Linked DNA regions of Zea mays: region 1 is linked to region 2. Evidence: chromatin contacts called from public Hi-C data. All regions are on one chromosome and are shown on one strand. The core of a region is the stretch at or near the end of the contact, and the rest is flanking DNA. Distances in the headings are between cores, read along the strand shown. Region 1 has its middle 85 kb from the start of LOC100384270. Region 2 has its middle 54 kb from the start of LOC111591410.

What was found. Hi-C and Micro-C count contacts between places; a contact is called where the count stands out from the background.
Region 1: a Hi-C map of leaf shows a contact between it and region 2, with 2.2 times the contacts expected there. The contact joins two enhancer-like sites. A contact is called at or near these places in 2 of 25 Hi-C or Micro-C datasets (bundle sheath and leaf).

Annotation. Positions count from the first base shown.
Region 1 is chr4:213,273,212-213,279,080 of Zm-B73-REFERENCE-NAM-5.0, reverse strand. No RefSeq gene overlaps it. Among protein-coding and RNA genes, the nearest start is that of LOC100384270, 85 kb to the right of the region's middle. Within about 2 kb of position 1,485, at least 11 of the 20 cell types and tissues checked have an H3K27ac peak or open chromatin away from gene starts, as enhancers often do. A contact at or near this core is called in bundle sheath and leaf, where this site is marked.
Region 2 is chr4:213,107,610-213,113,995 of Zm-B73-REFERENCE-NAM-5.0, reverse strand. No RefSeq gene overlaps it. Among protein-coding and RNA genes, the nearest start is that of LOC111591410, 54 kb to the right of the region's middle. Within about 2 kb of position 5,060, at least 18 of the 20 cell types and tissues checked have an H3K27ac peak or open chromatin away from gene starts, as enhancers often do. A contact at or near this core is called in bundle sheath and leaf, where this site is marked.

The DNA.
Region 1 (5,869 bases), core at 236-2,735, 170 kb before region 2:
TTTGCCTTGTCGATTGGGGGGAATCTCACCAGTGGTTCTGGTGCTCCATGATGGAGTGTGCTGTGCCTATTGCCAGGTCTTTAGAGCGCGCGGCGGCGATGAATAAAACTGCATTTTGACTTTAGAAGTGAAAACAACATGCTCCACACATGTGCTCTACTGCCTTGTGCTTTACATGTTCTGTTGCTTGGGGTACTAGAAAGAAGCTACCTTTTGTTGCGAGACTGCTAGCTCAAAAGTCAAACAGTTGCAGAAAAAGTAACGTTAGATGTTACACTCTGCTAGTGCCAATACATCATGGCTTACACTATTCTGTTAAACACAAATGGAGGTCACTCTGTGACGACAGGTCTTCATCGCAGGGGTGGGGAGGCACTAAAAATGAGAGGCAAGCGTAAAGGTAAGATCAGCCGCAATGGGTTGGCGGGGTTCCTGTCTCAGTGCAGACAAGAATATGTGTGGTGGATAGATTACAGTTGGTTTTGCAATAAGTATTCTGACGATCGACTAGATGTGCACTTTTTATCACTCAACTGTTTTCAGCAGAATCATTAAGCTCACGCACTTCCTTTCGTTTCCTTTTTTTTTGCAAAGGTAAGGGCACCCTGATGTATTCTTGATGTGATTTGGAGGTAGCGCTTGCAAAAGTGTTTATGATGTCTTAATATTCACATTTTTTTTGTTCGGCCTTCCAGAGTACTGTAACCTGTGGTTGCTTCTTTCAGAACATACATCAGAGTTCACCGAATGGTCCTGAACAGCTTGAATGAATAATGATTAACTAGCCTATTACACGTGCTTTGCTACCGTTGTTATATATCATATAAATAGATATTCAAATATTTATTTAAAAATAATTATTGTTTATTTCTAAACATTAAGATATATGTGTGATTTGGTGATTAGGCCTAAATTTCTGGAGCAGTGGTTAAGCTCTCAAGTAGATTGAGCATGTGAGGATTGGACTGTTTGTGAGGATTGGACTGTTATATATCCACCAAAGTTAGTAATCGATAGCGTGTTGGTTGATTGTTTTTTTGTTGCCTCGGCTAATTAAACTACGAAATGGCCCCGGTGGACAGTAGCAGCAGCTGCTCCTTTTTCCTGAAAAAAAAGAAAGAAATTAGGTTACCCGCAATATCAGCTGCCATTTTTTTTCTCATCAATCGCTGCTCTGCTAGTAGATCGCTGATAGAGATAGCTTGCAAAACATATACATATGCTGCAGCCACTCTTGGGATGTCATAGTGATTTTGGGGAGTGGTGGGATGTTGGGGTCACCTCACTTGAGCTTCTAGAAGGTGAGACCCAGCAACAACGGAGAGCGCCTTTTCCCAAATTAATACCATACCAAAGAAAAAAAAACTTCGCTGAGCCATTGGAAAACGATGCTTGAAAAGGATGGTTGAGGTCGCAGATGGAGATGGAAGGCAATTGGCGACTGAGGAGGGTGCACGCAGAAGCACAGGCCGCCAGGGGAGGGGATTCGGGTGCTGTCGCTGCTGCTGCTGTCTTTTGTGGGTGATGTGATGTCATGTAGCCTACCAACTACTACCAACTACCACCGCCCCCAAGTTTCTTCCCCTTGCCTTGGTTGAAAACCAAACCTTATTCGATTCCCGACCTCTCTCCGTCCATCCATTGCTTTTGGTATTCTGCGTACGTACCGGCAGGAAGATTCGGAATTCTTTTCTTCAATTCTTCTTCTTCGTGCTCATTTTGAGTGGTCGACAAGACAGATCGATGCAAATTCAGAGGGGACGGCCATAAACGGGTAACCGCGATTTTGTAAGAAATTTAGACATTTTTTGTTTTAATATTTAATTCAGAAAAAGAGTGTGATATATATATATATATAACTACTAAGCAGTAAATAAAAATAAAACATGCACAAATAAGAAAGAACAGAATGTAATCTGCGGAGGGACCGATGTTCAAGGCGTCAATGGCTCTATTCACACGAGACATCCCGTGTGTATGTTCGATGTAGCCATACAAAGTCAATGCAGGAAGATGTACGCCGTGCAGTCCCTTGAACGGTCGCCGGAAGAAGAACAACAACATGTGTAGCCCGAGGAAGGCGACGAGGAACAGGATGTAGACAAAGCAACACCGAGTCGAACGCATCACACGAGCAGTCACGAATACGCTCTCCAAAAATCTGATCGCCCGCACACTCGTGCAAGTGTATCTCTGCGGACGACGATTTCGGATGTTTGCTCTTCCACTCTCTCTGTGCTCGCAGAAGATGGGACGGGAATGTGATGTTTACAATGTGTGTGAGAGGTATCGCGCGTACATGGAAGAGTCTTCACTCTCCATTCTTATAGCAACATGTGTCAGAAGGAGGGAGAAGGGCAACAGATAGAAACGGTCGCACATTAGAACTAGAAACCAACGACAATAACTAATGTCCGTTATCACAGTAACTGACGTCCGTTACCAGCCAAAAGATAGGAAACAGACGGTCATCACACCAGGCAAAATGTACAACCATTTGAAAGGAATATTCGGACGACGGTCTATCATGGCCATGAGGCCCAGCCCGGACGATGGCGGCGCGCGCGCGTGCGACAGTCCTTCATCCTTTTCTCGACTTCCCAATAGATGCACCAACGGTCCATCTATTTAAGTTGATTGATTTGTTCCTTGAACTTCTAATACGGTGCTAATTTATTAGTACACCTTAGAAATTAAAGCGGGTCACTAGCATTGACTATTATTGAATATTAATTGGGCCAAGCTCACATTTATCCAACAATCCCCACCAAATGCTAAGTCACACGAAAATACTCTCATCATCTCAAACAATTGATATACTGATGTTTCGATAAAGACTGTTAAGTTGAACGTCCACCTAGAGCTTAGACTATAACCACAACTACACAATGGACTAGGCCTTGAACTGACAGTTTTTCGTAGAATGAGTTTCATCTAAACTCTTTGCCAGTACTAGATTGCCGAATGTATCCCCTGTGGTTGGAGCATATAAGTAAAACTCCATGGCCTTTCATGGTTATCTAGAGACCACCCAGATCTCAAACTGTGACTAGCAGTTAACCCATATAGGTATGTTCCTCCAAATATGTTCTGTAGGACAACATATTTACTTCCCAAAGCCATTTGGAACATATTAAGGTGTAAACACCAACCTACCTTACAGTAAGGAAAGATATGCATCTAAAATGAGCCTTATTAAGGGTCTTTTCTCTCAGTCTACCCCTAGCTTGTTTCACCATTCTAATTCACGGGATCTCCGATTACATAGAATAGTTTACCACTTTGATAAACTTTAGGTGGGTCTCAGGCCCATCTCACTTGATGCACTATCTATCACACTACGTGATAGCTCCTTAGTAAATTGATCTGCCAGATTTTTAGATGTATGGACATAATCCAACGCTATTACTCCAGAGTTTCTCAATTTCCTGACAGATTTCAAACGCCTCTTTATATGCCTTGTCGACTTCATATTATTCTTAGAATTGTTAATCTTAATTATCACAGTTCATGGAAATAGTTGGCGCAGGTTTTTCAACCACCTGTAAATCCATAAGGAGTTCACGAAGCCACTCAACCTCAACTGAAGCGATATCTAATGTTATGAGTTCTGCTTCCAAAGTCAACCTCATTAAGATGGTTTGCTTGCAAGACTTCCATGAAACAGCACCACCTCCAAGTGAAAACACATATCTACTTGTGGCATATATCTCATCAGCATCAGATATCCAGTTTGCATCACAATAACCCTCCAGTATTGTTGGGTACTCAATATAATGGATGTCTAAACTCATAGTGCCATTTAGATAGCGCAAAACTCTCTCAAGAGCACGCCAGTGATCATCTCCCAGATTTGAAACAAATCGGCTAAGTTTGCTCACAACAAACGATATGTCAGGACTCATAGAGCTAGCTAAATACATGAGTGAACCAATTATTTGGGAATATCTCAATTGATCCCTTGCTTTTCTTCGATTTTCTTTAATAGCTTACTAGGATCATAAGACATTGGACCAGGTTCACATTCGCTAAAACCAAAGCGGCTCAAAACCTTTTCCACATAATGGGATTGCACAAGTGTGATCCCACCATTGCCTTCTCTCAGTAGCTTAATGTTAAGAATAACATCAGCTTCTCCCAAATCTTTCATTTTAAAATTATTAGATAGAAAGTCTTTTGTCTCTTTAATCACATCAAAACTTATCCCCAAGATTATAATTTCATCAACATATAGACATAAAATTACGCCCTTGCCCCCACCATACCGATAGTATACACATTTGTCTACTTCGTTCACAACAAAGCCGATAGATGTCAAAGTTTTATCGAACTTTTCGTGCCATATAAAGATTTCAATAATTTACACACCATGCCTTCTTGACCATTTGCTACAAACCCAGCTGGCTGCTCCATGTAAATTTCCTCATCTAGTTCTCCATTTAGGAATGTTGTCTTAACATCCATTTGATGGACGAGAAGACCATGAGAGTCACCCAATGAAAGTAGCACATGAATTGTGGTCAATCGAGCCATAGGTGAGTAAATATCAAATAAATCCTTACCTTCCTTCTGTGAATAGCCTTTACTTACAAGCATCACCTTGTACCTTTCAATGTACCATCAGGCCTAAGCTTTTTCTTGAACACCCATTTACTCCCAATGGGCTTACACCCATAACGACTATCAACGACCTCCCAAGTTGCATTAGACATAATAGAATCCATCTCACTCCTTATTGCTTCCTTCCAAAAGTCAGCATCAGGAGAGGAATATGCCTCTTCAATGGTACTCCGTGTGTCATCCACAAGATATATAATGTAATCATCACCAAAGGACTTTTGTAGTCCTTGGTCTCTTACTCTTTCAAGTTGTTACATTGTCATCTTCCACAGGATTTTGTATATGGGATTCCTCAGTTTGTTCTACCGGAATAAAATTCTCATGGGGTGTCGTTGGTTTATTATTAAACGCATCATGTGTAATTTTCATAGGAAATTCGTCCTCAAAAAATGTAGCATCTCTGGACTCCATAATTGTACCCACCAACATGTCCGGTACTCTATAGTTTATGATTAAAAACCTATATCCAATGTTGTGGAAAGCATACACAAGGAAAACACAATTAACAGTTTTCGGTCCTAATTTGTGCTTCTTGTCAATTGACACATTCAGTTTAGCCAAACAACCCAGGTGCGCAAATAGGAGGTATTTAATTTCTTCTTTTCCCATTTATCGAATGGTGTGATTTCTTTGTTCTTTGTGGGAACTTTATTCATGACATGACTCGTAGTTAAGGTCGCCTCACCCCACCATTCCGTAGATAGTCTCGAAGTCTCTAACATGGCATTAACCAAATTAGTTAGCGTACGGTTCTTTCTTTCAGCAACCTCATTGAATTGTGGTGAGTATGGTGGTGTCCTCTTATGAATAATACCATGTTCCACAGAAAAATCACCCAAAAAATATTCTCCACCACGATCAGACCTTAACCATTTAAGTTTCCTCTCGAGTTGATTTTCATCTTCAGCTTTATAGGTCTTAAAATAATGCAAGGCTTCATCTTTTGATTTTAAAAGATATACATAACAGAATCTAGTAGAATCATCGATAAAAGTAATAAAATATTGCTTGCCTCCTTTAGTCAATATTACGTTCATCTCACATAAATCGGAACGTATTAAGTCTAGTGGTGCCAAATTCCTCACATCCGCAGCCTTATGAGGCTTGCGTGGTTGCTTAGATTACATGCACACCTGGCATATAGAACCTTTGACTAATAAATCAAATTTTGGGATTAAATTTAAATTTGCTAACCGTGAGATACAACCAAAATTGACATGACAAAGTCATGAATGTCAAACATCCGACT
Region 2 (6,386 bases), core at 3,811-6,310:
GGTCACTTCGGCTCTGTCGACTGGAGGACGTGCGTCAGGATAAAGGTGTCAGGCCACCTTTGCATTAAATGCCCCTGCGATTTGGTCGGTTGGCGTGGCGATTTGGCCAGGGTTGCTTCTTGGCGAAGACTGGGCCTCGGGCGAGCCGGAAGTATGTTCGTCGCTGGAGGGGGGCCTCGGGCGAGACGTAGATCCTTCGGGGTCGGGTGCCCTTGCCCGAGGCTGGGCTCGGGCGAGGCATGATCGAGTCCCTCGAATTGACCGATCCCTGACTTAGTCGCACCCATCAGGCCTGTGCAGCTTTGTGCTGATGGGGGTTACCAGCTGAGATTTAGGAGCTTTGAGGGTACCCCTAATTATGGTCCCCGACAACTATACATGAGCCCCCACCGTAAGTGAGCTCATGCACATTATTCCCTACACTTGTTGAGCGATGAACTTTTGTTTGCTCACTCTTGCGATAACCCCCCCCCAACAGGTGAAGAGCAGGTGCCACCAGAGGAGGATTACTACAACGAGTTCGACGAGGTCTAGGTGTCTTCTCCTAATCACCTTGATGACACCAAGGAATAATAATACTAATTCATCTTATTTATAATCAGTTATTTTGTAAGACATTTTGTTATGTAATAAAGATTGTGTCATTCGTATGTATACACTGAGTCATTATATTTGTTGATCTTGTTTGGTGTACATATGAGACACACCCGTGTTTGTCCTTTAAATCCGGGTGTGACACACACTCTATGGAATCTAGAATGTGCATAGGGCAACACTACATCGTCAGGTCTTGGTTCATTGTGATTGGCTCTAGTTCAATCCGATGATCTACGTCTCGCAAAAACTTCCTCAACATAGAGACGTGGAAGACATTATGCACTCCTTTCATGAATTTCGACAGCTGCAAGCTGTAAGCCAAGCTGCCAACTCGGGCTATGGTAACAAAAGGTCCAATGTACCTAGGACTAAGTTTTCCTGTAGCACCAAACTAGAGAACACCTTTGGTTGATGATACTCTACGAAGAACTCGATCGCCCACTACAAATTCTACATCTTGTCTTCTTACATCATCATAGCTCTTCTAGCGGCTCTGAGTAGCCAACATATTTTGACGAATCTCTTGTACCCTCTCAGCGGTCTATCAAATCCAATCCTCTTACGAGCCTCCCGAATCAAGTGATCCTACTGTTGTGCCTCACGCACCCTCTCAAGAAGGTGAGAGTGAATGAGCATCTGAGTCTCCTCTCTCGCAGTGCCTGCATAGCACAAGGAAAGACCTAGAAGATCCAAGTCTAGAATCAAGGGCATCGCCACTTTACAAACACCAGTCCTGCCAAGAGCATCTGCTACCACATTTGCCTTCTAGGATGATAGTGAATTGTGAGGTCATAATCCTTTATCAGCTCAAGCCATCTACACTGCCTTAAATTCAACTCTTTTTGAGTGAAAATATACTTGAGGCTCTTATGATCATTAGAGATGTCATAACAGTCCCCATAAAGATAATGTCTCCAAGACTTCAAGGAAAACAGTGCAACACCGACTCTAGATTATGGGTAGGATAATTTATCTCATGCTTATTTTACTGTCTAGATCCATAAGCAATCACCTTGCCTTCCTGCATCAACACACAACCAAGACCAATATGAGAAGCATCTGTATAAAAAGTGAAACACTTACCACTATAAGGCAAGGCCAAAATATGAGCATTCACCAATTTCTCCTTCAGAGTTTAAAATTGGTGGCACAATATTTAGTCCAGACAAACGGAACACCCTTCTCTATAAGTCTAGTCATTGGCTTCGCAATGCTGGAGAAACCCTGCACAAAACTTTAATAGTAGCTAGTTGGACCCACGAAACTACGAATCTTAGACACACTGGGGGTCTCTTCCAAATAACATTTGAAGCAACATTCTTAGGATCATTTGAAATACCATATTGATTAATCAAATGACCATGAAAAAGCCACTTTGGATAGCTAGAAAGCACACTTCTTTAGTTTTCTATAGAATTGATTCATTCTAAGAGCATCCAGAACAAGACCAAGATGTCGCTCATGCTCTTCCTTGGATTTGGAGTAGATTAGGATATCATCAAGGAAAACAACAATGAAGTCATCTAAGAACCCATGAAACATCTTGTTCATTGCTTCCATAAAAGTGGCAGGAGCATTTGTTAGTCCAAAAGACATAACAATATATTCATATTGCCCGTACCTGGTGATAAAAGTTGTCTTCTCAATATCGCCTTTTTGTATTTTTATTTGATGATAGCCAAAATTCAAATCGATCTTAGTGAAGACATTGGCATATCTCAATTGCTCAAAAAGAGCATCAATACAAGGCAAAGGATATTTATTTTTGATAGTCACCTGATTTATGACATGATAGTCTATGCACAATCTCTTACTACCATCCTTCTTCTCAACATATAACACTAGAAAATCCCAAGGAGACTTGCTAGCTAATGAAAGCAAGAAGATCATCTACTTGCCGCTTCAACTCAACTTGCTCCTTTGGGGCCATCATATACAAAGCTTTATGAATAGGTTACGTACCAGGAATTAACTTTATTTCAAAAGTAGCATCACGCTCTAGAGGAATACGTGGGAGCTCAGCTAGGAACACATCAGGGTAGCAACACACTACGGGAATGCCCTCAATCCTTTCAATCAATAAGGGCTAATTTGAAACTCAAATCTTCTCAAAGCTTCATGGGGTTGTTTCTACCTCAATCCCCTCCGACCCCTAAAGAGATTTGAGTTTCTAAATTAGCTCTTGATTTAAGTTTTCAAATTAGTTCTAAGAGACGTTAACTCGGTCATCAGTCATCCTGCTAAAGGTTGATTCTTGGTACTCCGTCCCATCCATCCATGCAGCCGGTTGCCTAAAACCTAACCTGATCAACTAGAGCATGCAACTTTCATGCGATGCGTGAATACTGAACAGTTCAGCTCACCCTTCTCCACACAGGACACAGTCCGTCAACTATTAAACCTGCTCCTTGAGATAAAAAAGAGATGGCGATCGAGTACAGGAAACCATATGGCGTCCGTGTTACCTAGATTCGTTATTATATTAGTGGATCGGTGCATGCAATCAGCTTTATGTGGATTCAAAAGTACTTATTAGCACTGTTGTTGTCTGATATTGGATCGTTGTCCAGATTTAACCACCTACTGCAGGTGTATATATGTCTCTCTTCATTTTCCACCATATTGTTCTCTCTAGCAAGGATGCAAACGCTCTACTCGGATTTATTATTACACTAGTTAGATGTTACTGGTGCATCACTACAATATCTATATAAGAGTGTTATATATAGGGAACATATATGGTGTAAACCAACTCTTCCATACAATCGTAAAATTTTTTAATATGTGTCACATGATGTTGGTCCAAAAGGACGCGCGGGGATGGATAATTTTGAACTTAACTGTCCGCTCCTAACCACACTTTTGCAAATATCCTTCCCACTCCCCCACGTGCCCCTTGGATCAATATTATGTGACTCAGATTAAAAGTTTGTACGGTTATACAGAGTGATTAATTTGCACTAGATATGTTTCCATCTTATTCCCCCCAAAGTTGACAAAGTCAACCGTTAATAGTCGAGTTATTTCACTAACGGGGTGTTTGGATCCTTTCATTTTAAAGGAATTGGAATTCACTCAATAAAGTAACTTATTTAGTTTGGAATTTGGCATTCCACCACTTTCCAAAGTCCAGATATAAGGCTATCTCAAATTCATAGAGTGGAGGATAGGAAATGATTTTATGCATGATTAGAATTTGTTTCTAATATGTAACTTACATGACACTCTTCGTTCTACTCCTTTATAATAAAAATGTAGGAAATAAATATCTAAGACATCTTGCTAATAATAGTATACAAATATATTTTGTATAAAAGTGAATTAGCTTAATTGGTATATGACTAAATTACTATTATTAGAATGGAATTCAATTCCAGTGATCCAAACGAGGCGTAAATTTAAAAGACATACACTGGTCGATTGCAGGCTATCTCCGGACAGATCCCCTCTTATATTCTATCCACTATTTTAAATTTCTCACTATAAATAGTATAAAAAAGTGTAGTCTACAATTTTGTATCCTCTATTTTACACACCCTACCAGAGTCGTGTGTCGCTCTCACCATAGTAGCAGAGGGGTTGATAAAGAGATTGGGTCAAATTTTAAGGAGGATCCGTGATGGCAGGCAGAGCGACCGGTGGGGTGGGTCAGGGCGGGAGACAAGATAGGTAACGGCGACTGGGATCTTGGCGTGCTGGCGGAACGAAGAAGACCGAGAGACAGCAGACATGGCAAGTAGGTTGGCATTGATTGGCTCAATAATAACTTTCTGGTGCTAGCTGCTGTGCTGGTGGTTATCGGCCGATCGAGGCCCTGACCGCCTGAGCTGCGCTCCATCATCCGGTGGCTCCGTGCTGGAAACGGACGCAGACGACGAGAGTGGCCGGGTCCGGGGGGCTGGGGCTGGGGCTGGGCCTGCGGCGACATCCGCCGGCACCGGCAGGCCATGCCGGCCGTCACCCACCACTGGTGCATGCATATTGCATGAGCGCGGCGGTGGTTGTCGTCTGGCTGCGACCGGCCGTCCTCGCTCTCGGCTAGGAGCTGCGGGCAGCGGGCGGCTGGCCCGATCGTGCTATACCTGCTGTTGCTGCTGCAGCACTGCACCACACACCGCTCACCGCTGCAGCAGGCAGCGCACATTGATGGGAGTGACCAGCTAGGCCCATTGTGGATCGATCTGGCGTGCAGGTCTTGCTCCGGACCGACCGGAGTAATGGCGCCACGCCGTCCCGCCACCGTGGCCGCGCGGGCCCGGTTCTCGTGGACTACCACGAACACGACATAAAACGGCTAGATTGTCAGTCAACTAACCAGTGACACGATAAATGCAATGACGTACGGTTTGGTACGTAGTGTGTTGAATGACGACTGCCCGTTCGGTCTACTGGCTTCTAGCGTACGTGGCCGGCCCGGTCGTTTGGGTGGCAGGACCGCATGCAGGAGAGCCATGGACCTGGTCCACGCAGAGGCAGCTAGCGGCATTGTTATTTTCCAGTAGGCCGTAGCAGTAGGCTTGGAGGAAGGGAAGGGTAGGATAGCCGACCAAAACAAGGCCACTACTAGTACACACGTAGGCACCTGCAGGCTGCATCCTCCGCTGTCCACTGCTGCCTGCCTGCCTGCTGGCTGCTGCTAGTCGCACTCGGACAGACTGCTGCGCTGTCGTTACTTCTATCAGGTATTTTTTTCACAGAGGGGCCATAACCAATATATAATAAATTATACTCCCTCGGCACTAAAATATAATTGGTTTTACTAAGCACAATCCATTAGAGCAACGAAAGCCATTTTCGGCAGCCAGAAACCACCAAAAATAAACCTTATGCCACCAAAAATAAGGTATTTTCGACGACATAAATATTATTTTCGACAGTTTCTGGCCACCAAAAACGCTAAAAAGCTCGTCTTTGCGAAGAAAGCTGAAAATGTGGTCATTAAGTAACATATACATGTAGTTTCCATATATATATAATCATTTGATGAATGTGGATAGAAAAAAGTGAGGGTAAAAAACTATATTTTGGAACGAAACGATTATATAGTATATGCATGATTTAAGTTTAAATTATAGACCACATGTTTTTATTAAAAGGAATAAGTCTATGTAATCCCTTGGCATTTAAATGGTGGTCTACTTCTCACCTCACCTTTAAAATTAGTTGTTTACCTCTCTCAACTTCAGAATACAGACAAACAACCCCTTAGATAGTTTTAGTTGACGGTTTTGATGACGTGGTACTGATTTATGCAACATCAGTTTTATCTTTTTTAATTCTGTCTTCTACTAGTGTCCAAATTTTATGTAATTTTACACAAAACTGGTGCTCCAAAAATTACATAGAAACAGAGTAAATATAATATATAATTATCGATTTTTGTGTAATTATGCAACTTTGTAGTTGACAAACTTTTCATTTGAATCCATTTATTGTCTCAAACAATCAATTTACACTTGGTATGTTATAATATGTGTAGAAGAAAAAACGTAATATAAACATGATTGAGGTAGGGGGTGTAGTGGTAGAAGAGTTTGTTCGCAAAAGAGAGGTCATAGGTTTGAATCGTATATGACACGATTTGCAAAAAAAAACTGCTACAAAAAATAGTGAGAAAATGTGAATGGGTAGGCATTGGTTGGCGTTGGCTAGTGGGGTGGTTTCCCTTATTAAAAAAATATTTTGCTATTTTTGCATACCTTTTCAATTTACTTTTTGTCCAAAAAGAAGCACTCCGCAAAGAATCCTTTGCTGATAAAATGTTTACCGAGTGTAACACTCGGCATGGC